Regions from separate parts of the Mus musculus genome. Here all the other regions are linked to region 2. The links are chromatin contacts, called in public Hi-C, HiChIP or PLAC-seq and promoter capture Hi-C maps. All regions are on one chromosome and are shown on one strand. Each heading gives the region's core, a stretch centred on a gene start, on an enhancer-like site or on the middle of the called end of the contact. The rest is flanking DNA. Distances are from core to core; before and after follow the strand shown.

What was found. Promoter capture Hi-C pulls out the DNA fragments that hold promoters and counts their contacts. Hi-C and Micro-C count contacts between places; a contact is called where the count stands out from the background. HiChIP or PLAC-seq counts read pairs in DNA pulled down with a chosen protein or histone mark. Capture Hi-C pulls out chosen DNA fragments and counts their contacts.
Region 1: a promoter capture Hi-C map of adipose tissue shows a contact between it and region 2, with 2.7 times the contacts expected there. The contact joins the promoter of Lcmt1 here to the promoter of Plk1 in region 2. A contact is called at or near these places in 7 of 39 promoter capture datasets (the 3T3-L1 cell line, embryonic stem cells, erythroid cells and 3 more), 1 of 484 Hi-C or Micro-C datasets (pre-megakaryocyte-erythroid progenitors), 3 of 115 datasets of contacts at active chromatin or transcription factors (embryonic midbrain, embryonic stem cells and neural tube) and 2 of 9 other capture datasets (adipose tissue and macrophages).
Region 3: a promoter capture Hi-C map of liver shows a contact between it and region 2, with 2.8 times the contacts expected there. The contact joins the enhancer-like site here to the promoter of Plk1 in region 2. A contact is called at or near these places in 4 of 39 promoter capture datasets (the C10 cell line, liver, pre-B cells and 1 more) and 2 of 115 datasets of contacts at active chromatin or transcription factors (astrocytes and extraembryonic endoderm stem cells).
Region 4: a contact with region 2 is called in a Hi-C map of CD4 T cells, with 6 times the contacts expected there. The contact joins the promoter of Mettl9 here to the promoter of Plk1 in region 2. A contact is called at or near these places in 3 of 39 promoter capture datasets (the C10 cell line, liver and pre-B cells) and 1 of 484 Hi-C or Micro-C datasets (CD4 T cells).
Region 5: an H3K4me3 HiChIP or PLAC-seq map of embryonic limb bud shows a contact between it and region 2, with 5 times the contacts expected there. The contact joins the promoter of Slc5a11 here to the promoter of Plk1 in region 2. A contact is called at or near these places in 3 of 39 promoter capture datasets (hippocampal neurons and liver) and 2 of 115 datasets of contacts at active chromatin or transcription factors (embryonic limb bud and embryonic stem cells).
Region 6: a contact with region 2 is called in a promoter capture Hi-C map of erythroid cells, with 7 times the contacts expected there. The contact joins the promoter of Uqcrc2 here to the promoter of Plk1 in region 2.
Region 7: a contact with region 2 is called in a promoter capture Hi-C map of neural stem cells. The contact joins the promoter of Zkscan2 here to the promoter of Plk1 in region 2. A contact is called at or near these places in 4 of 39 promoter capture datasets (the 3T3-L1 cell line, hippocampal neurons, liver and 1 more) and 1 of 115 datasets of contacts at active chromatin or transcription factors (embryonic stem cells).

The regions. Positions count from the first base shown.
Region 1 is chr7:123,376,625-123,379,641 of GRCm38.p6, reverse strand. It overlaps Lcmt1 (leucine carboxyl methyltransferase 1), which reads right to left and starts at 1,660. Exons shown (of 11, transcript NM_025304.3): 1 at 1,387-1,660. The coding sequence starts at 1,493.
Region 2 is chr7:122,158,133-122,161,070 of GRCm38.p6, reverse strand. Plk1 (polo like kinase 1) reads right to left here and starts at 1,636. Exons shown (of 10, transcript NM_011121.4): 1 at 1,121-1,636; 2 at 367-535. The coding sequence starts at 1,528.
Region 3 is chr7:123,337,397-123,340,453 of GRCm38.p6, reverse strand. The region is part of intron 1 of Arhgap17 (Rho GTPase activating protein 17); the gene reads left to right. Among named protein-coding and RNA genes, the nearest start is that of Arhgap17, 31 kb to the left of the region's middle. Within about 2 kb of position 1,768, at least 22 of the 459 cell types and tissues checked have an H3K27ac peak or open chromatin away from gene starts, as enhancers often do. A contact at or near this core is called in liver, where this site is marked.
Region 4 is chr7:121,033,106-121,036,119 of GRCm38.p6, reverse strand. Mettl9 (methyltransferase like 9) reads right to left here and starts at 1,675. Exons shown (of 5, transcript NM_021554.2): 1 at 1,145-1,675. The coding sequence starts at 1,309.
Region 5 is chr7:123,213,585-123,216,959 of GRCm38.p6, reverse strand. It overlaps Slc5a11 (solute carrier family 5 (sodium/glucose cotransporter), member 11), which reads right to left and starts at 2,094. Exons shown (of 17, transcript NM_146198.2): 1 at 1,963-2,094.
Region 6 is chr7:120,633,739-120,636,843 of GRCm38.p6, reverse strand. It overlaps Uqcrc2 (ubiquinol cytochrome c reductase core protein 2), which reads right to left and starts at 1,655. Exons shown (of 14, transcript NM_025899.2): 1 at 1,522-1,655. The coding sequence starts at 1,554.
Region 7 is chr7:123,499,015-123,501,965 of GRCm38.p6, reverse strand. It overlaps Zkscan2 (zinc finger with KRAB and SCAN domains 2), which reads left to right and starts at 1,340. Exons shown (of 7, transcript NM_001081329.2): 1 at 1,340-2,397. The coding sequence starts at 1,999.

The DNA of each region.
Region 1 (3,017 bases), core at 411-2,910, 1.2 Mb before region 2:
TCTCTCCCCAGCCCCTACTTCAGAGACAAGAAATCTAAGGCAAAAAAAAAAAAAAAAAAGTTAGGGGGCTGGGGAGATGGCTCAGTGGGTAAGAACACTTTTTGTACAAGCCTGAGGACTGAGTTGGATCCCCAGCACAATAAAAAAGAAGGGCATGGCTTTTCACGCACCTGCAACCCGTGATGGGGGCTGGGGGCAGGAAGACTGCTGAGGTCTCTAAGGTTTGCTCCTTACCTAACCAGTCTGGCTGAAAAGGTGAGAGATCTTATCTCAAGGGAACAAGGCAGAACGATAGAGCAGGATACCCAACATCCTCCTCTAGGATGCACAGGTAGTCACCCACACATGCATGCCCCCAACACACACACACATACACATTAGGAACTTGCCCAAGTTTATATAGCTTAGGCAGTCTGGCTCCAGGACTGATGCTTTAAATCCCATTGCTTAGTTTCTAAGACCCTACAAAGAGTGCAACACTTCATTCCAAAACTTGTATTCCCCACACTATAACACCTCTCTGGCCCCCAGCCCACGCCTCTCTCCAGGGCATTGTCCTAATTGTTCCAAAGCCCACACTCGTCCCTAGTTCTGAACATTGTCCTACTTCCCTGTCTCAGGCTTTTTCTTGCCAGTTTAAACATCCCTGGATAAATTTCAAACTCTAAAGACATCTCCAAGAGCCCAACACTAAAGTATGAGTTTACTGCTCCTCCCAACGAGGCTGTGAGTCTAGTATGTCAACACCATGTCTGTTTTGCTCCTTTAAGTATTTGCAATCACTGAAAGCAAACCCTACCAATTAGCTCAAAGTAAGGCACAGTGTACTGTCTCAATAGCTTTGTTGCAGGAATGAAGGACATGCAAGCTTTATGTTTTCTTGTGCACTGACAAGACCCACCACCACCACCTACTACAACTCCATAAATACTGTGACCTATGTATAGTGCTGATTCTACAAACACTGCGGGTGCTGGGACCTGCAATCTACCCCTCCCTCATAGACTTGAGCTTCAGCTGCACAATGGGGAATAATGACCAATTTCAACAGGATTGTAACCTACCAAGCAAAGTTCCTTTTCTAACCCAGCAAAGCTGTAGTTATTACTTGCAACACACCCTGTCTTTCCTGAAGGCTAAGATCTTGCAAGCTTTGTTCAGAGCCTTACTCCCAGTCGTGGTACCCCGGGTTCACACACACTCGTTAATTGTGACTTAAATGAACCTCTCCCTGCTCCGTGCACTTCCCAGGTGTGAAGCCAGGGCCGCTCCAGATGAGTGCGACAGCCCCTTCCCAGTGTCCTAGCGTATGCCTTGGTCAGTGGCCCTCTAGCCACCTAGGCTCGGGACACCAGCTCCCATCCCAAACCCAGCGCCCCCAGGCACCTCTTGCAGAGAGAAGCATCTTCGCAGGTGCCGCGCACTCCCTCGTCGTCCAAGTCACAGCTCGACGAGCAGGAAGAGAACGAGGACTCCCTCGAGCTGGAGGCCATGTGCGTGGGATGTTCTGGGGTGCGGCACCCACCAGGGACATGGAAACGGGGAAACGAGCAGTGGGGGAAAGAGGCAAGAAACAGGCACCGACTAAAGCTGCAAAGATAAGGCGCGATAGGCGGGCGCTGCTCAGTGACGCCGCCCCCGCACCGCCCACCCACCTTTCAGCTGACTGGCTCCCGGGACATGACGTTTGTCGGACCAAGTTCCTCGTCCAGTCAGACCATTGGAGGATTCTTTAGGCTCCGCCCGCACAACCCGGAAGTTTCTAGAGAGCCCGGACATGCTGGTGGCGCCGCAATCCTTTTTGGGAAATGTAGTCTTAGTGGCTTCTTGTCGCTCAGTAACTTACAAACACAGTCAATTCAGGGCTGAAGGGCAGAGAGTCCACCCAAAAGAAGCAAGTTTAATGTATTAACTTTCTGTCTCCATTTAGATCATTCAACACTGTAACAAACTTCTAGTCGGGGAGTCAACACTGTGTCAGGTCCTGTGCTAATCAATGCCTTTGAGATGTTAGGAAGTGACTAGGAACATAGCTCAGAGCGCTCGCCTGGGAGTAGGGTTCTCAGAAAGAAAAGGGGGAAAAAGTTGTGAAAGAGAGAGTTGTGAAGAACAAAATGGAAAACTTTGTAACCATGAGAGTAAATTGGGGATGGGGCTACAAAATTTCTTGAACTCTGTTTCAGAATCAACAGATGTAATCAAAATAGTCTGCGGGACTGAGGAACAAGTGAATAGAAATCAAGGTTTAGGTGACATGAATGGGGAAGGTGGGGGAAGAGAAACCAGTGAAAGGACAGAGGGAGGACAGTTTCTCAAATGAGTAAATATGTTTCATAATTGTGCGTGTGCAGTGTACTTTACAGGTATTCCATAATGGATCACTATAAAACTCTAAATAAAATTGAAGGGTTATTTTCTATTTTGTTTGTTGTTTGGGAGAGAGGAAGGGATAAGCTCTAGCTTTAAGAAGTCTAAATCATACCCATAAAAATTCTGTGGCGATAGGGCAGTGATAAACACTTGCCCACCCTTTCCAGGGTTTTTGGATCTGAGCTCAGAAACACACACACACACACACACACACACACACAGAGAGAGAGAGAGAGAGAGAGAGAGAGAGAGAGAGAGAGGAAGAGAGAGAGAGAATGTTTGGGAAGCGAGAGCAATAGGATCCTTTGAGCCTAGTGTTGGAGGTCAGCCTGGATAATATAGCAAGACTATATTTCAAATTAAAAAAAGAAAAACTAGATGAGTTCTCCTATAATGAAGCCTGGCCTTTAACTCACTGTGTAGCCAAAAATGACCTTGAACTTCTAATTCAATGACCTTGAACTTCTGGTGCCTACACGTCTCCAGTGCTGGGATTGTAGGTATGTGTAACCACATGTAATTTGTACACTATTGAGGCTCAAACCCTGAGTTTAGTGCAATCTAGAAAATATTCTACCAACTGAGCTACATACTGACTCAATTCCTTAAAAAAGAAAACAGCAAATCAACCTATATATGTTCATATA
Region 2 (2,938 bases), core at 387-2,886:
AATCAGACTCAAGGGGGCAGGTTTTTCAGCTTAGTAAAGAGACACCTGAGGAGATGCTGCCTGCCATACTCTACAGCGTAAGTCCAGACCTGAAATTGGCTGAGGGTCTGGCTCAGTGCTAGGTTATAGAGAAGCATTTGGGGGAGGGGCCCCAAGTTCAAAACTACTGAGTTGAGGCATAAACACCAATGCATCTAAAAAAAAGGCAAGGAAAGTGTCACACACACACAAACACACACACACACACACACACACACACACACACTTTCCACTTCCTAACTAGAGGGCAGCATCTCTATTTCCTCACCTTCCCCTCCTTGTCCCCTCCTGCCCTGACACCAGACACCCGAAGGCCCAGCACCTCACCTATTTTCACCTCCAGATCCTCGTTCAGGAAGAGGTTGCCCAGCTTGAGGTCCCTGTGAATGACCTGATTGCGGTGCAGGTACTGGCAGCCCAGGACTATCTGTCGCAGGTAGTAGCGGGCCTCAGGCTCGGTCAGTGCCTTCCTCCTCTTGTGCAGCTCCAGGAGGGACTGAGGAGGGAGAAAGAGGTCACTGAAGTCCAAGAAGAGTGGCTAGCTGGATGTGGCTAGGACTAGACGCTCGGAGTGGAGAGTCTTAGCAGGTTTCTGATAGTTCTACCCATACACTGGTTGGTCACTATCATTCACCAGACCCTCTCCTGAGTCTTCTCTCAACCCCACTCTCGACTCCCCTACCCAGGGCTTCCTCCTGGCAGGAGATTCCCTCCCTTTCCTGAAAGCTCTAAAATCTGACTCCAAACAGCCGCCCCCTCCCCCGACCCTGCCCCACTCCGGAAGTTAGAGGTGCGTGGCACACCAAGCCTGGGACCCTTCCTTAGCCACTTTATGAATCCATTTCCTGTACCGACTCGCTGCCTTGCGTCTGGGAGCTCCATCCCTAATAGCAACAGGATCTGGTCTCGGTTTCCCCAGAACCCCGGCCTCAGCAGTTCGGAGTGCCAAGTACCCTCGCTAGAAGCCTTTCCATAAAAGTTTGAAACCCAACCACTCCTCTAGGTCACTCCAAAACCTCGGTGCCCCTTTGTCAGCAAGTTCCAGGTGTGGGAGCCCCAGCACTGCGACTGAAACACTCACCCTCCTGCGACAGAGCTCCAAAACTACAAATACAAAGTCGCTGTCCTCAAAAAAGTCATGGAAGCCTACGACGTGTTGGTGTGCTAGGCTGCGGTGAATTGAGATCTCCATAGACATCTTCTCCTTCTGGTGGGGCTTGAGCAGCAAAGACTTAGGCACGATCTTGCCTGCGAACACCTCTTTTGTGTCTGCGTCTGAGATCTCGAAGCATTTGGCGAAGCCTCCTTTACCCAGAAAGCGCCCCCGTACATACTGCCGCCGGCTGCGTGGGTCCACTAGGACCTCCGGAATTTCTTTCGCCAGCGGGGCGGCCACTGGGGCACCGGGAACTGCATCTCCCGGAACCCCACCTTTCCCGAGGTCGGCTGGTGCTCGAGCCAGCTTTCCAGCTTTGGCCGCTGCATTCATGATGCCGAAGTTGCTCCACGAACCTGGCTGAGTCGGTGCAGAGGGTCCTGCTCTGCTCCGCTCCTCCCCGAATTCAAACGCGGCGCTGGGAACGTTACAAGGGCCTGCGCGTTGCTGATTGGCCGCGGGGATTTAAAATACAAACCCGCCCAGCGCGCGGCACCATGGGAGTGCTCTACGGCGCAGCCGCCTTTAAACTCCGATCTTGCCGGCGAAATTTTTAATGGGCAGGGACTGGAGGACTGCGTTTGCTCAGGATTGCCTGGGAAACCAGGAACGAAGCAACTACGTGAAGATCCCTAGAAGAACAGGATTCTGTCCTGCTTTCTGCTCCTCGGCTGGGGCGTGCTCATGTGGTTCACCTGCGCCTCCTCCAGGGGCTTCTCCTAACTGTTAAGATCTAACACCTTCCTCCACCGGACCCGGCCTTCTAGAACTGAAACTCCAGGCCAACCGGTAGCTTGAGAGTGCACCGCCTCCGCGGTGGACAGCCCTCTCCCCGGCTAGCCTAAATAAACCCAAAACTGAGCAAGCTCAGCAGGCAGATGCACCTTCACGGCGCAACGGACCGATCTCCTCTGTGGCACTAGGGGCTCCCAGCCCCTGAGAAGTAACTCAACCCTTCTCTTGAACAACGCAGGAGGCCAGCAGCATCTGCAGCACCTGGAATTCCCTAAGAAGGCAAAGGAGGGGCGTGGGTTCAGGATTACAAGTTAGCCGAGATCAGCCTCAGCTACCGCTCCACTAACCCCAAAGGAAAGAAACTTCCCAGGCATGACCTGCCGGTCAAACAAGACCTTCAGATGATTCCTATGCCCTGTGATATGTAAGAAACACCGGACGTCTGCCCCGCGATGCAAGGTTACCTGGGTTGTTCCAAGTTGTGTGGCCCAGAGCCCCAAATAGAAAAAATTAATTTTTTAGTCAGAGGTGGGGGGGTAGCTGGTTAGAAGAGTGCTAGCATGCCGGTATACCAAGGCCAAGTCTGCCCTGCCGAAGTGTCCGTTCAGCCTTCACTTAGGAAAAAAAAAAAATGAGCCGGGGCGTAATGGCACACACCTTTAATCCCAGCACTGGGGAGGCAGGCGGATTTCTGAGTTCAAGGCCAGCCTGGTCTACAAAGTGAGTTCCAGGACAGCCAGAGCTATACAGAGAAACCCTGTCTCGAAAAAAAAAAAAAAATGGATTTACAACATGTAAAAAGAGTGGCCACACAGAGCAGGCGTGTGGCTTTTCATAGAAAAAAACGGCCAGCTCTGGTCACTGTTCCCAGACACCCTCTTTGCCCCCCTGCCTATCTGGGCACTTAAGTGATACCTTCCGTTAGAAGCTGTTGTTGCTCTAGTTCCCCCAGGAGGGTCTTAGCAAGATCCAATTGCTGGATTGAGCAAAAAATGGCAGTGCTGCTGT
Region 3 (3,057 bases), core at 519-3,018, 1.2 Mb before region 2:
CTGTGTTTGTTTATCCTAGCTTCATTTCTGAGACAGTGAGAAAACACCCTGAAAAAAGCATCTTGGTGGAGGAAAAGGTTTAGTTAGTTTGACATTCCAGATTATAGTCTGTCTTTGAGGAGAAGTTAAGCGGAGTTTAGCGGATGATCATTCCAAATGCACAGTCAGAGCAGGCAGAGACAGATGTCCCATGTCGTCTGCTCATTGCTGCCACTTTTGCTCTAGGCTTGTTTCTTCCTCGTATGTGGTCCAGGATCTCCTGCCTAGGGAATAGCACTGCCCACAACTGTCTGGGTTCTTCTGTATCAATCAACCAAAATAATCACCCACAGACACGCCACACATCAGCCTGATCACCCACAGACACGCCACACATCAGCCCGACCACCCACAGACACGCCACACGTCAGCCTGACCACCCACAGACACGCCACACGTCAGCCTGATCACCCACAGACACGCCACACATCAGCCTGACCACCCACAGACACGCCACACATCAGCCTGACCACCCACAGACACGCCACACGTCAGCCTGATCACCCACAGACACGCCACACGTCAGCCTGACCACCCACAGACACGCCACACGTCAGCCTGACCACCCACAGATACGCCACACGTCAGCCTGACCACCCACAGACACGCCACACGTCAGCCTGATCACCCACAGACACGCCACACATCAGCCTGATCCAGACAGTTCCTCAGCTGAGGCTTTCTCAGGTGATTTCAAGTTGTGGCAAGTTAAAGTTTTAACAGTGACCATCACAAACATACACATGTGCACACACATGCATATGTATGCATGCATGTATACACAAGTGCGAGCATGCACACACACCTGATCGCACGTGCTGACATTTGAATTTCAAGTGCTATAAAACATTATTCCTCTTTTAAAAAAAAAACTATTTAAAAATAATAAAAACTCTCTTCTCTGACTGGCTTTGGCTTGCAGATGTAGTTTGCTGAACCCTTGGATAAACAAGGAGAAGGCTGCAGGATGAAGTATGCTGGGTTTGAATCAGAGTCTCTGCCTCTGATAGGGTGGCCATAGGCAAGTTTCCTTCCACAGCCTTACTTTGCTCATCTGGTAGAAGCTCTTACCTCATGGAGTTGATGTAAGAATTGAGGGAGAGACCAGCTGAGACAGCTCTTCTGTGCCTAAGATACACCGGCTGTCTTAGCTGTGGTGTCTCCGCTCTCAGTAGGGCTCTTACAGGGCTCCTGCAGCCCTGGCAGAACGGTTTGTGATATGGGTGTTGATACCCTGGACCCGTCTTTAGTCATGGTCAAGTAGACTCCACAGGGAGGGGGGCTTGGGAAGCACTGCCTTAGTTTCATGTAGTGGCCTCAGTGTGTTTAAACAGGCAGGGGCACATACAGGTATTTACAAGGTAGGCCTGAGGGCTCTGACCTATGAGGATGCTCCTCAGGTATGTCTGCCTGTCAGACCTGTGTGGATGGCTGTCACATACACATGATTCTATATGTGTGTCAATGTATCACTGGGATCGGGTTCTTCAGCCTTGGCACTGTTCATATTTAGGGCCTGTGGCTGGCAAAAGGATACTTGCTGTCCCTACAGGTGTCCACACGGTAGTTTCCAGAACTTGTGCATGTATGACTTTGTAATGGCAGAGGGGAGCCAAGGCTCCACGTAGATAGAAGGAGCAGTGACACTGGGTTTTCAGGTAGCCATGGAAGGAGGGAGTCACTGAGCGTCCTGATAGGAAGCTGTGACTGGGAAGAAAAGCACAGGGTGTCCATTGCTGCTGTCCTGCACAGTACAGGAAAGGACCAAGGAATGCGGGTGGCTTCCAGGAGCTGGGGAAGGAAGGAAGTGGATTCTCCTCCAACTGTCCGGAAAAGAGCCTGGCAGTGCTGACCCTGAGTTTCTGCCCAGCGAGTGCTGCTTTGAACTTTCGACCTCTAGAATTGCAAGCTAATAATGCATTTGTATCCTCTAAGCCCTCAGTGTGTGGCAGGGTGTTCAGCAGCAGTGGGCGCTAATGCAGCTGGAAACTCAGCCCCTGGTCAGCACTGGTAAGGAGAAAACAGTGTGATGCGGTGAGTGGAGGTCGTCTTGCACTCCCAGCACAGCAAGTCCACACTAGATGTCCCTGGGAGGTTGGGGTGGTGGTAAGGGGACAGTCACCTCTGGTTGGGAATCACTAGTTTAGATTTCGAGTGAAGGATGTGTAAGTTGATAACAGTAGCTTCACCTGCAGTGTGGAGTGACAGGAGCGAGGGATGATTTCCCTCCTCTCTAATCTAGAAGTTAAACGTCTATAGTAATATAGGTGCACTTACTCTTTTGGTTTTCTGATACACGATCTTACTGAGGCCGAGGCTGGCAGTAAACTGATTGTTGTTAGCTGAGGATGACTTTGAACTCCTGACTTCCTGCCTCCCCAGTGAGCACGAGATATAGGCCGACACCACCATGCTCATTTCGTTCCTCCTCATTTTTAAACACATTCATTTTGAAAAGTACTGCCCTAGTTGTGTTAGTGGCCGTGGGTTTTGCTGGGGAAGGCAGTCCTCTGTGCCACAGCCGCTCTTCTGCCTGGTTACATTGGAATTGTTTTACTGCCTCTTTTGAAGTAAAAGTCAGGTTTTGGTGGCACCCGTCCGTCATACAGTGAGGATCTCCCCAGTCCCTGCTGCATGGCAGGTAAATTCTGCACTCGGTGCTCAGGAGGAGGGATGGCTGCTTGCTCTCAGATGCTAGAGTGCCTCAGTCTGGCCAGCAGTGGTCACTGACGGCAGCACACAGCTTACTATGATGGTGTGGATGGACTTCTGGGTCTCTAGTCTGACCAGGAAGCCCTGGGGGTCCCGTGGCAGATGTTCTAGGCACCTGTTTATGTAGTAGTGATCATCTTGGAGACTGCATGGGCATTTTCAACAGTGGCATTTGTTGTGCAGGTGCCACCATGACAGTAGCTTTGCTATAAGTCAGCCCACGAGTCAGTCCATGGGAGGATTGTCAAACCAGCTAGAGCTTTCCCTTTGAGGCTACTGTGCACTACAAAACTCTGCTTTTCTAAG
Region 4 (3,014 bases), core at 426-2,925, 1.1 Mb after region 2:
AAATTTAAATAATGAAAATCGAGGATTCCTTCCAAAATAGAAAATGAGGTCTGAGTATTGATCAGGGTAGAACAGTTTCCAGGACCTGGGTTCCATCCCAACACCATAAAAAAAACAACACAATCCAGTTAATAGCAAATAAAATCTTAATGCTGTTATACATAAAAAGGTGAGGTCCAAATAACACAAGGAATCATTCCTTACATCTCTCTGTAAAAGCAAGACATACTAAACTCAGGCTTTTAGAAAAAGCGCAAAGTTTGTCTAAATTCAAAGGCTTCTCTTCTGTGACTGCAAGGTTAACCACAAACTACTTACGGTCAAATGCAAACTACCTCCCTCTTAATTCAACAGCTGACCCATGCATGTTTCTTTAAGTGGTACAAATAGCTAATGAAAAGACCATCCAACCCCATCCAACCGGTAGAACCCCCACGGCTCACAATCCATTCATTAGCTACAAGAATTCACTGCTGAACAGTTCAGATTTTTTAAACCTCTCCGTTTAAAGCTTGCATCATCTTCCTCCTCATCCCAACCTCTCTGGTCAGCTCACTAAACCCAAGTTGAAAGGACACGTCTCATAGGCAGAGGGGGAGGAGAGTTCCTAGGCTGGGAGCCCAGACCTGTCAAACACATTTTTTTAAGTGCTTCGGGGAAATGTCAGCCGAAATGTTCACGAGGCCCAGTTTAATGTCTTTAGAACCCTTTGTATATCCAGAGATTCGGCCAGACAAAAAGAGACCGGCTTTCGGTTTTGTCCCTCGGGGGGGTAGAGGAAGGCTGGCTGGGTGAGAGCTGGGGCAGTTTTCTGCTCAGGCCCCAGTGCCAGTTGGGTGGCCCTACCCAAAGTTGCTCGGGTCCTGAGGGCGGACGCGGACGCCGCCGCCGGCCTGGGAACAATGCGGGGCTTCGGGGCGCCCACGCTGGGGCCCGGGGAGCCAGGCAGCAAAGGCTGTCCCCCGCCCGCGCCGCCGAACAAAAGGCGCCGTGGGGCCAGCGCCCGGGCCGGGAAAAGTTTGTGAGAGGCCGGGGCCGAGGCCCGAGCGCGCCGCCCCGCACAATGGCCCGGCCGAGCGCGGGAAGGCCGAGCGCCCCGCCGCGCCGCGCCACGCCCCCGCTCCGCAGGGCTGCGGCCCAGTACCTGGTGCGTGTCCTTCCCGCCGCCCGCGGCCGCCGCTGGCCCGCCGGGGCCGCTAGTCATGTTCACGTACAGGGAGCGGGAGAGCGGGCTCCGCAGCGTCCACATCCTCCGCGCCAGCCACACGGACGCCAGGCTCAGGCACAGCCAGCCCGCCAACAGTCTCATCGGGGGGCCGCGGCCGCCAGCTCGGATCACCGCCGGGCCCAAGCCCAGGAGGAGGAGGAGGAGGAGCCGCCGCCTCCGGCCACCGTCGTCGCCGCCGGAGCTCGAGCCATCGCCGCCAAGTCGCCCGTGCAGCCCCCTTCGGGGCCGAGGCAGAGGGAGGGGGAGATGGCGCGGGAGGGGGGGCGGGGGAGGAGCGGCAGGCGCGCGGCCTTCTCACGTCCCCCGCGGCCCTTCCCAGCCCGGAACGCCAACGACTCCAGGTCGTGTTTCCACCCGGTGCACGTACAAACGCAGGAGGGGCGTCCTCCCTGCCCAATGAGCGGAGACCGGGAGGCCCGGGAGTTGGGAGAGAGGGCGTGCACGTCCTCCGTGGCGCCGCCTGGACTCATAATGGCGGAAGATCCGGGGGAGACTTCCTAAAGGGGCTACTAGAGTCTGGCCCCTCCGAGGAGGGGTCTGCAGGACTTCCGGGCTTGTCTTGCCTTAGTAACTACCCTGTGGGCCCCTCGATTACACCTTTGACCTAATTGTTCCCATTGACACAGACCCAGGTTTATTCGATAGACCCGCGCTGCCCTTCTTGCTACAGTCTTGACCGTCTATTTAATAATTTCCATCTGGGGTCAGCGAACCTGACTCCCAACTCCAAAAGCCACCCGATAGCTGCAAAGCAGAGAATCGAGGGGGAAAGAATCCCACCGCCACTCCCAGTCCCGGTGTTCCCAAGCCTGAGAAGCGGCTGTCACAGGTCTAGTGAAGCCCTCATGAGTGAAAGCTCTGCCTTTGTTGGAAACTGTTGCTCCTGGAGCACTCAACGAAATGTGATGGAAAATAGCATCTGCTGGACAACGAAGGCCACAAGTTAGTCCTGGCTGCCATGTTTCCTTGCAAGTTAGTCCTGGCTGCCATGTTTTCTCAAGCTGATAGAAGTTGGACCAGACATTCTTAAAATGTGCTCGGTCTGGGGAGATTTAGCCAGATATTTCTTAGATCATTTATAGCAGGAAGAAGCCCAATGTTTCTAAAATGAGGGTCATGAGATGTCGTTGTGTCTCAACTGTTGCTACTAAGCTACAGCATATTTCCTAGCCCAGCTACTCACACCTTCCTAGGTTTGTTAGAATATGCTTTTCATTTGACAGCGACAGATTCTGTACATTAATTTTAAATTAATTATAAAACAAATTTATCTTTACGTTAATTTCATCACACTACACTGAAGAGATTTCCGTTTATGAAATAATGACCCCTGGATGAGAAATGGCATTCCTTATCACAAACTCCTTAGGTGTTAAAGTATCTATTTACCATCTTTCGTTAATAAGAATATTTTGTTACCTAATGTGCATAGAATATAACAAAATACTTTGTCTTCTCTCATTCTGGTATATTCCCTGACATCTCTCCAAGTTGGGTGTTAAACCCAAGACTATACCTTACTAAATTGAGCTCAACTTTCTAGAAGTACTGGTCCAACATACTTAAAAGAAGCTATAATAGTGAATGTAAATGACTGTATTATGTCCCCTCTTTGAGTTCCAATAAAGCTCTTCTGTATCAAACCAGAGTCTTCACCTTTTTAAGTAAAGAGGAGATACAACAAGAGTGCATAAACGGGCATATTTCATTTCTAAAGACAAAGGATACAGAAAACTGTGTCCTAAGATTAAGCTTGCTTAACCACAGCTCCAAGACTTCAATCCTA
Region 5 (3,375 bases), core at 845-3,344, 1.1 Mb before region 2:
TGGCTCATTAGAACAAAACAAAACAAAACAAAACAAAAAAAAGACCCACAGTTCTGGTGGTAAGGGAAGAATTTCAAAGTATGGGAGAGCAAGGCAATTTTCCCTAATGGGCTACAGGGGGTAAGAGATGGGAGTACTGGGAACTGGATGAGTCTTCTCTATCTACCTATCCCATTCTAGGATGACCCTGTCCCAAAATACCAGAGAACAGGAGTCACAAGATCATCTATTTAACCCAGACATGTTCATTCAAAGGCCAACATGGCATCTCTCACAGATGCCCACAGATGTCCAAAATTACCAAGTACAGGCCAGATATCAAGCTCTTCAGCAGATGGCAGGTGCCTCTGACACTCTGGCTATGACACTAACTGAAGCCCAAAGCATCCTTAAGTCACATCCACCCACAACCCCAGTTATCTACTGGTTTATTCATCCATCTTTCCATGTGTCTACCCATCCAAGAATCCATCTGTCCCTCCATCTATCCATCCATTCATCCATCTGTACATCCATATAACCATCTGTCTACCCAACCATCCTTCTACATGTCTACCCTTAAGAATCCATATGTCCATCCATCCATCCATCCATCCATCCATCCATTCATCCATCCGTACATTCGTACATCCATATATCCATCTGTCTACCCAGCCATCCTTCCACATGTCTACCCCTAAGAATCCATCCATCCATCCATCAGTCGTCCGTCCATCCGTCCATCCATGATCCACCTATATATCCAGCCAGACATCCAACAAGGACTATCTGAGCATCCTAGTGTGCCAACCACTATATCTAAGAACCAAAGATGTCATAGCATGCAAGCATCTATCAAATAATTGACCATGTCTTTCTCAGTTCCCCACATCTATTCACCTGCAGTTCTATTTTCCTCTACTTCCAAAACATGCCTTGAACCTGTCCGTGTTCCTTAAGTCACCTTCATCCTAACAAACCACCTTCACTTATGTCCAGCCCAGATCAAGGAGCTACTCTCTTCCTGCCTGCTGCCTCCTTAGATTCCTCCTTAGATTTCTCCCTGTTATGGAAGCCAGAGAAGAATCTGAACACAAAACAATTCACTTGCTTGTTTCCATCCATTCTTTGAAAGCTTGCTTACGAGCTCAGGGTCCTTGGCTTCCATTCCCTGTCCCACCTATAGATCCCATCTGCCCTCTCCGGGCCTCATTCTAAGTCAGGACCCTTTCATATCAAATGGCATTTTGCTCACAGTATAATGAAACCTAGCACATGGTTGGTAGAACTCTCCCGTACTTCCTTGTCTCACAGTAATGTGAGCAGAAGGAAGGCAGAGGTAACTAGCCCGTCTTATCTTGTGCCCCCAAAGCAGACACTCCATAAACACCAATCTTCCAAACAAATATCCCAGAAGGGCAGCCCTTGTCAAATGCAGAGTTCCAGAATCAGCTATCAACCATCCTTTCAGACCATCAGCTTTGCCCTGTTCACTTGTGTCACCTTGAACAAGTTGTTCAGTGGCCTTAAGGGACATCTGTTTAACCACCCTCCCTAGCAGCTGTGCAGTTGGAAGAGATCCAGCCCCTTAGGTGGGCTGTGCAGGTAGGGCATGCCTTTGCCTTGCTAATTAACAGCAGCAGGATAGCCTTCCAGATTCCTGGGACCTGCGATGCTTTCCCCTTCCTTATCGCTGCAGACTCCTCTGCCACACCTGAGGGCTGGGCCAGGCTGACCTCCAAATTCTCATCTGACAAAGAAAGAACATGAAGCTTTTGTGCCTCAGTGTTCCTGAGTAGAAGAGCTGAGACCCCTGGCCTATGCTGTCAGCTGCTGACACCACCCCAAACCACACTCTGTAGGCCAGGAGCAAACGAAACTTCTCAGATGAGAGCTAGGCCAGAGTGGTTATCCAGTCCTCGGACCCAAGGAGCTTCCCAGTTTAGACAGTGGGTGTCTCAGGGAGGAAGGAGGGAATCTTACCTTCTTCAGGATGCAGGCTCTACTGCCCTAGGGTCTCGGGGACTTCAGAGGCCGAAGGCAGTGGCTGTGCAAAGGGAGACCCCTGGGATGTCCTGTCCTTTGCAGCAGGGAGCAGCAGAGGACAGCAGAGACCCTGCCTTCTTGCCTGCTGCTGAGAAAGGTTCCACAAAGGTCAAACTCCAAACTCTAGCCTCAGCTGCAGCAGCAGTTTAAAGGAAGCCTGGATGATCTCTCCAGAACCCTTGAACTCTGAGCAGGCCCCGTGAGGAAAGGGGCCTGCCCTGCCCTCATTGGGCCTTGGCCAGTGCCCTTACCTGGCAGGGGGCCCATGGCCTGGAGAGGCAGGGGAGACTGGAGCCTGGGTCCTGGGCTGCCTCGCTCACTCACTCTCCCTCCCGCCCGCCTCCCCTCCACTCTGGGAGCAGGCAGCCTTAAGACAGCTGGAGGAGCAGGGGGAGAAGGGGGTGCAGGAGATAAAAGGGACACGCCCAGAAGAGCAGCAGCCCCAGTGCAGCAGCAGCTGTGTTTAGTCTCAGACCAAGGCAGGACAGACACACAGCATCCAGACTAACTGTCAGGAGGAAACAAGCCCTGGACAGAGCTCCCACAGCTCAGGGCTCCAGGGCAGGCAGGGGAAGAGCTGTGAGGCTTCCAGCTGCTCAGGGCTGCAAACAGTTTCATTTCATTCCTAGCATTTGCAGGCTGCTACGCTGAAGTCACTGTCAGTGTTACTGGGTGAAAAATCACTTAGGAGACACCTGAGAATGTGTCTGTCAGGGTGTTTCCAGAGAGGTTTATCCAGGGGAATCTACCCTCAATGTGGGCAGCAGCATCCTATGGGATGGGTTAAAAGGAAAACAAAAGAGGAGGACTGTGCAAGCCCAAGAACCTGAGTTTGGATCCCCGGTACCATGTGATGTCTGTAACCCCAGCACTAGGGGCTTGGGGCCAGGAGGATGGCATGCTCACTGACCAGCCCATCTACCAATCAGTACACTTCAATTTCAGTGACTGTCTCAAAAATGAGGAGGCAGAGGGGTGTAGAGGCACATGTCTTAATCCCAGCATTCCAGTGGCAGGGGCAGAGAGGCAGAGAGGCAGAGAGAGAGGCAGTGAGGCAGAGAGGCAGAGAGGCAGAGAGGCAGAGAGGCAGAGAGGCAGAGAGGCAGAGAGGCAGAGGCAGAGAGGCAAAGGCAGAGGCAGAGAGGCAGAGGCAGAGGCAGAGGCAGAGAGGCAGAGAGGCAGAGAGAGAGGCAGAGAGGCAGAGAGGCAGAGAGAGAGGCAGAGAGGCAGAGAGAGAGGCAGAGAGGCAGAGAGGCAGAGAGGCAAAGGCAGAGGCAGAGAGGCAGAGGCAGAGGCAGAGGCAGAGGCAGAGGCAGAGGCAGAGGCAGAGGCAGAGGCAGAGGCAGAGGC
Region 6 (3,105 bases), core at 406-2,905, 1.5 Mb after region 2:
ACACACACACACACATTATACACAATGGTATAAAGCTATTAAGATATTCCAATTATGTCTAGGGTTCACAGGATTACTAATGGACATGCAAGCAAATACACTTTCATGATGCTAAGATCCACTAAACATGTTGTCAAGTGTACCTGTAAAGTTCTATAATGCTCCTACTCGGCACTGCCCAGACTGCTGTATGCTGAACACTCAGTCAGTGCTGGGCTAATCTGGCTGCTGGTTTTCACCTGTTCATGGAATTACTACTTTATCCCTTCAGTCCTGCTTGTAAATTATGAATATAATTAACTGTGTCATTTTCATTTTAGTTTGCTGGATAAGGTATATGCAGCCACTTGTGATTTTTAGCTGTGAATTTTTAGCTGTGCCCAAGATGTAATTCCTGTAACATCCAAGTGTAACAGTCCACATATGAATAATCCACACTTCCACTTCTGTGCTTTTGGGTAGTGAAGTTTAAAATCTCCTGCTTCTTTTGGGTTCCTTTCAGGAAAGACTTAGATACAATTTCTACTTTGTTTTAATAACACATGGAAAGTCCTGCTCTCTAAGGACTGCTAGCAATTGGTCTGTCTAGGCACAAGGAATACAACTGCAGCCTAAATTTGTACAACACATATATGTAAGTATAAAGCACAAGGAAACACTATGCCCAGGCCTGGTGTATCACTGTCTAGTCGTCTCTCAACACAGACACTCCTGGCATTTCCGCGTTGTAACTGTGCTGTAGGGGCTGCTGTTGTATGGTTGGATGTCTAGCTGCACCGCTGACCTCTAGATGCTAGAAGCACTCTCTCAACAGGTGGTTACGAATAAAAAGCTCCGCATGTGACCGGCTAGTAGGGGCAAATTAGCCCTTGTTGAAGTTTAAATGCTCCCATTCTCATCTCTTGAAAACCACGATTCCAGCGTGATAACGTGCTGACACACATGAGGTACTCCTCTCCTCACCGCAAGTGACAACTACATATTTTAGGGCTAGTCTTGAAGAAAGATCAAGAGCCCCTCCTGGAGGAAGCCTTTAAATGGGACCCCGAGAAAACGAGCATCTTAAGGAATGCGGGGACTGAGTACTGACAGGAACGAAGGTGCCGGCACTGAGATAAGCAGCGCACCGCGTTTGTGAATTTAATAAACTCGCACGCATTGGGGAAACCGACGCCTCGGGATCAACCCAGGGGCAGAGGTCGTAGGTAGGGGAAGCAGGCGGCCCGGGTGGCGTTGGCCTACACCCTACCTGCTTCTCGAGTGACCTTCAGGAATCTCCCGAGAGCCGCTTCTCCGCCACTCTCCAGGCCACCCTCCTCTTCCGCTTTCCCCGCGTTAGCTCTCGGCTGCTCACAGGACCCGCCGAGCCTCCCAGGCCTCGGCTCGCTGGCAGCCCCCTTCTCCGCGGGGTTTACCTGAAGGGCAGACCCAGGCCTGAGGCCAAGGCCGCACACTCCGCACCCAGCTCCTGAGTGGCCGACAAGCGTCCCCAGCCCTGCCCCACGCACGTCCCATGCTCACCGAGAAGGACCCGGCCCTGCTGAGGAGCTTCATGGCTCTAGCAGTTGCCCTTTCCCACGGTCACCGCTGCAGACAGCAAAGCAAGATGGGGTCGGAGGACCGAGTTTCCCGGTGTGCACTGCGAGCTTGCCCACGCCCCCTTGTACCGGCGGCCCTCTACGCATGCAGTGCTCTACTGCTCCGGTAGGCGGGACGAGCCCAGCTCCTGGGGAGAGGCTAGAGGTCTCCCGGACTAGATTGCAGCTTTTGTAGGTTATCCTTTCTGAGTTCTTTTTCTGCAAAAGACATGCAGCCTGTAATCCCAGCTGCGTCTGCAGCCGTCACAGTCACCCCAGCCGTCTTGGGCCTGCCCGTGAGTCCTCGCAAGTCCGGGAGTCGTCGGCACTCCCTGTTCCTCGGAGGTCGTCCCTCGCCACTTTTACTGTAGTCTTCCCGGTACCGCGAACTTGGTGACCGAGTTCACAGAAACTGGCAGGACGAATGTCTCGTCGAACAGATCGACACACTTGTAGGTCTCCTTGCCGCAAGGAGATCGTCACCAGCAAGGACTCAATCTCGTGAAATTTTCTCGCGCAAATTTGCGCGTGTGTGTATAATCAGGGACTTAATATAGTCTTCTATTGTACTTAAAAATGTTTAACTGTTGGTGATACAGACATATGGCACAAATCATTCGTGTGTTACACTATGATTGAGACTAATTCGGGAACCACTGCTTTCATGAAGCCGCATAGCTGCTTAAAAATGTTTTTGGTTACTTTTATTTTTTTTACAGTCCAGTCGTTGCCAGATTCCCGGTCCGCCCCTCCCACAGTTCCTCATCCCATTCCTCCTACCCCTTCTCTAAGAGGATGCCCCCGCCAGGCCTCAGTACTCCCTGGGGCCTCGTTTCTCAAGTTAGGTGCCTCTTCTCCCACTGAGGCCAGACCAGGTAGTCCTCTGCTGTATATATGTTGGGACCTCGGACTAGCTCATGTATGCTGCCTGGTTGGTGGCTCTGTGTCTGAGAGAACTCAGGGGTTCAGGTTAATTGAGACTGTTGTTGGTCTTGCTATGGGGTTGCCCTCCTCCTCCTCAGCTTCTTCCAGTCTTTCCCCTAATTCAACCGCAGGGGTCTCCGACTTCAGTCTAATGGTTGGGTGTAACTATCTGCTTCTGTCTCAGTCAGCTGCTTGTTGGGCCTCTCTGAGGGTAGTGTCAGTCCTTGGAGCCTCCCCTTGAGCTGGATCCAAATTTGGGCCTGCCACTGAACCTCTTTTCCTTCAGTCTGTTCTCCATTTTTGTCCCTGCAGTTCTTTTAGACAGGGACGATCTGGGTCAGAGTTTTTGATTGTGGGATGGCAACCCCATCCCTCCACTTGATGTCCTGCTTTTCTACTGGAGGTGGACTCTATAAGTTCCCTTTCCCCACTGTTGGGCATTTCATTTAAGGTCCCTCCCTTTGAGTTCTGAGAGTCTTTCACTTCCCAGGTCTCTGAGGGTCCCCCCATCTGAGGGGGGTGGTTTCTATTCTTTTCTGCTGGCTCTCAGAGCTTCACTCCTGATTCTCCCTTACCCCAATACCTGATCATGTTCCCCTTTTCC
Region 7 (2,951 bases), core at 91-2,590, 1.3 Mb before region 2:
TTCATGGTAAATCTCCCTAAGTCCAACAAGCCTTCAAGTTTGTGACCTTGAGCTGCTGAGATGTGCACCTGGCTTAATACCAACAAGAGGGCCATGTACATAAAAGACCCTATTCTCATCCCATGACTCCCCATCACCTTTAGCGCTTGCACCACCCTTACTGAGGTCTCAGCGCCCTAAACTCTAAAATAGAGACAACCTCATCCTCTCTATGGGATTCTTGTGAAGGCCAGTCTTTGCTCAATCCCCACTAGAGGTCTGTCTTTTGGATCTCATCCTTAGTACTACTTCTTCCAAGAAATTCACCCAGACCTCTTACCTAAACCAAATCTTGAATGTGTTTCTCTTCTTGGAAGGATTCACCCCAGGTATACAGAACTTTATTTGTAACTACTAATGATAGGAGATCTTGTTTTGCTTATCACCTACCACCATGTCTGGTAAGAAACCAGTACTCAATAATACTATCTTTAAATGCAATTAAAACAGGCTGTGTATTGGCTCCATCTCTCCCGTGGCAGATACTAACTAGATGCACCCGCGGATTATTCCGTTCTGACCTTCCTTCAGTTTATGCCGTGCCATTTATCCTTATGGTATTCTCTATGCCGCTTCGATGCTAGAACTAGCCAAATCATGGCAAAACCTTTGAGAAATAAGTCATTGGTCTGTTTTCTAATAAGCTACCTGCCTCTGAGAATAAGAGTTGTGCTGCCCACTAACGATGCCAAGAGCCTAAAACATTGTCACAAAGTAGGCACTTACAGGACAGACATTTATGAGCCAGCAGGCTCTGAGACATCTAGCTATGAAGTTTTGCAGCAGTAGGGGAATCTAGGCCCGGTCCTATTAGGTCCCAGATAGCCCGTTGGCTACTCAGACCTCAGAGCCTTGGGTAATTAAGAGATTCCCCAAAATGAAAATAAGCCTTCTCCTGACCATACATTTGAACAGAGCTAGCCACACATCCTTCCTCAGGAGTCCTGGCTCCAACCAAGGCTCCCAGACAGTAGCAATCCATGCACAGCCAGATGCTGACTGTAATCCCTCCGCCAGTTGTCACAAAGAAGTCCCTCCACCCGCAACCCCAACACACACGCGCGCACCCCTTCCACTAAAGAAATTACTCCAGCCTCCCGCAACGTCTGCCTGGCCTGAGGCAGGACGCTAGCTCGCGTCCTGCTTCACAATCTCTGGAGGAATAGGATCAGACCTCAGCGTGTCCCTCCGCCCAGAATTTCCCTTCACCCTCATTCCTAAAGTCCCTCGGCGGCAAGTCGCGGTGCTGCGCGCTCTCGCGAGATTCCTCCACGCATGCCTTCCCGCCCCCCTCCTTGCCCGCGAGGAAGCCTCGCACGGACCCCGGTCGCGAGCGGCGCATGCGTGGCCGCGGCTCCCAGCGCCCCCCGCGCTCTGCGCTGGCGGAGCTGACAGGGCAGCGCGCCAGCCGTTCGCCGCCCCCCGCGAGGCCTAGCCTCATCCCGCAGCTTCTTCCCCTCTGGCCGAGGTTCTCGGCATCCTCGTGCGGAGGAACCCCGAGCGCTGCAGGCGCCGCTGCGAGTCCGGACATTCCTGCGCTCGCGCCCCTGGTGGGCACCTGCAGCGGCCTGGACCTGGACCAGGACCCCAGGGCTGGCCGCGCCTCGCGGACACACCCCCTCCCGATCGGCGCCTCCGCCCAGCATCAGTCCCCTGGGTCCCCTTCCAGCCTAGCTTCTAACCTAAGGTCTTTCCGACCTTGCACCTTAAAGAACCTCATGGGAGGGGGCGCATCTTGATTGGATAAGAGGCCGGGTTTGCAGACTTTGGGGTGGGTGCACATTCACCCTTTCAAGAGCCTTGTACAAATTTGATTAATCAGCCTGGAGTTCCTTGTCCCAGCTAACTGCTGTCTTTTATGTCTCTACGGTCCCATATTTCCAAGGGCATTAAGTGGAGGGCACTCGGAAGCTTCTCTGGGCCCTGACTTGGAGCTAGACCTGTTGGCCCCATTGGATCATGGCTACTGTCATGAACCCTCAGATCGACGTGGAAGTTGAGGAGTGCCTCATAATGAAAGTGGAAAAGGACTCCGAGTGGGTATCGGAGCCCATTCTGGAAAGATCAGGCAGCACTGAATGTGAGTCCTTCCGTAAATGCTTCAGGCAGTTCTGTTATGAGGATGTGACAGGACCCCATGAAGCTTTCAGTAAACTCTGGGAACTCTGCTGTCGGTGGCTGAAGCCAGAAATGCGTTCCAAGGAACAGATCCTCGAGCAGCTGGTAATCGAACAGTTTCTCACCATTCTGCCTGAGAAGATTCAGACCTGGGCGCAGAAGCAATGTCCAGAAAGCGGAGAGGAGGCGGTGGCCCTAGTAGTGCATTTGGAGAAAGAGACCAGAAGACTTCGAAAGCAGGTGAGCGAGGATTTTAAAGGGATGTGGTGGGAAAGGCAGGTGGGCAGGGCTACATTTCTGGAAGAAGAGCTCATTATAGAAATAAATGGGACTTTTAAAAGATCCGGAAACCAAATTCCCCAAAAAGCAGATTTGAAATTCATACTAAATGGAGGAGAGAATTTTGGTTGAACTATGATCTTGCAAATTAAACTAAAAGTATGGTTTGTTTGTTCTAATCCTCAGTATAATGTTTCTACCAAAACGATAGAGACAGTATTAAATAGCTAATGCCTCACAGGGTTTGGTGGGAGAGGGAGATCTCATGGATCTCCAGAGCCCTCCCTAACCCTTACCATTCCAGCAGGTGTCCTGTGAAATACTCTCTGTGCCGTGCTCCTCCGCGCTCATCCAGTTTAACGGCCAGATCATCATTTTTCTATGTCCCTGCTTGCCGGTCTGTAGTTATTCTCAGCGCCCTCTTGTTAACCGTGTGAAGTCCTCAGTGTCTGACAGGTTTACAGTCTCACCTTGCACAGGGTGTGCTCAGGAGTTGATTTTGTGATTCTTCACTT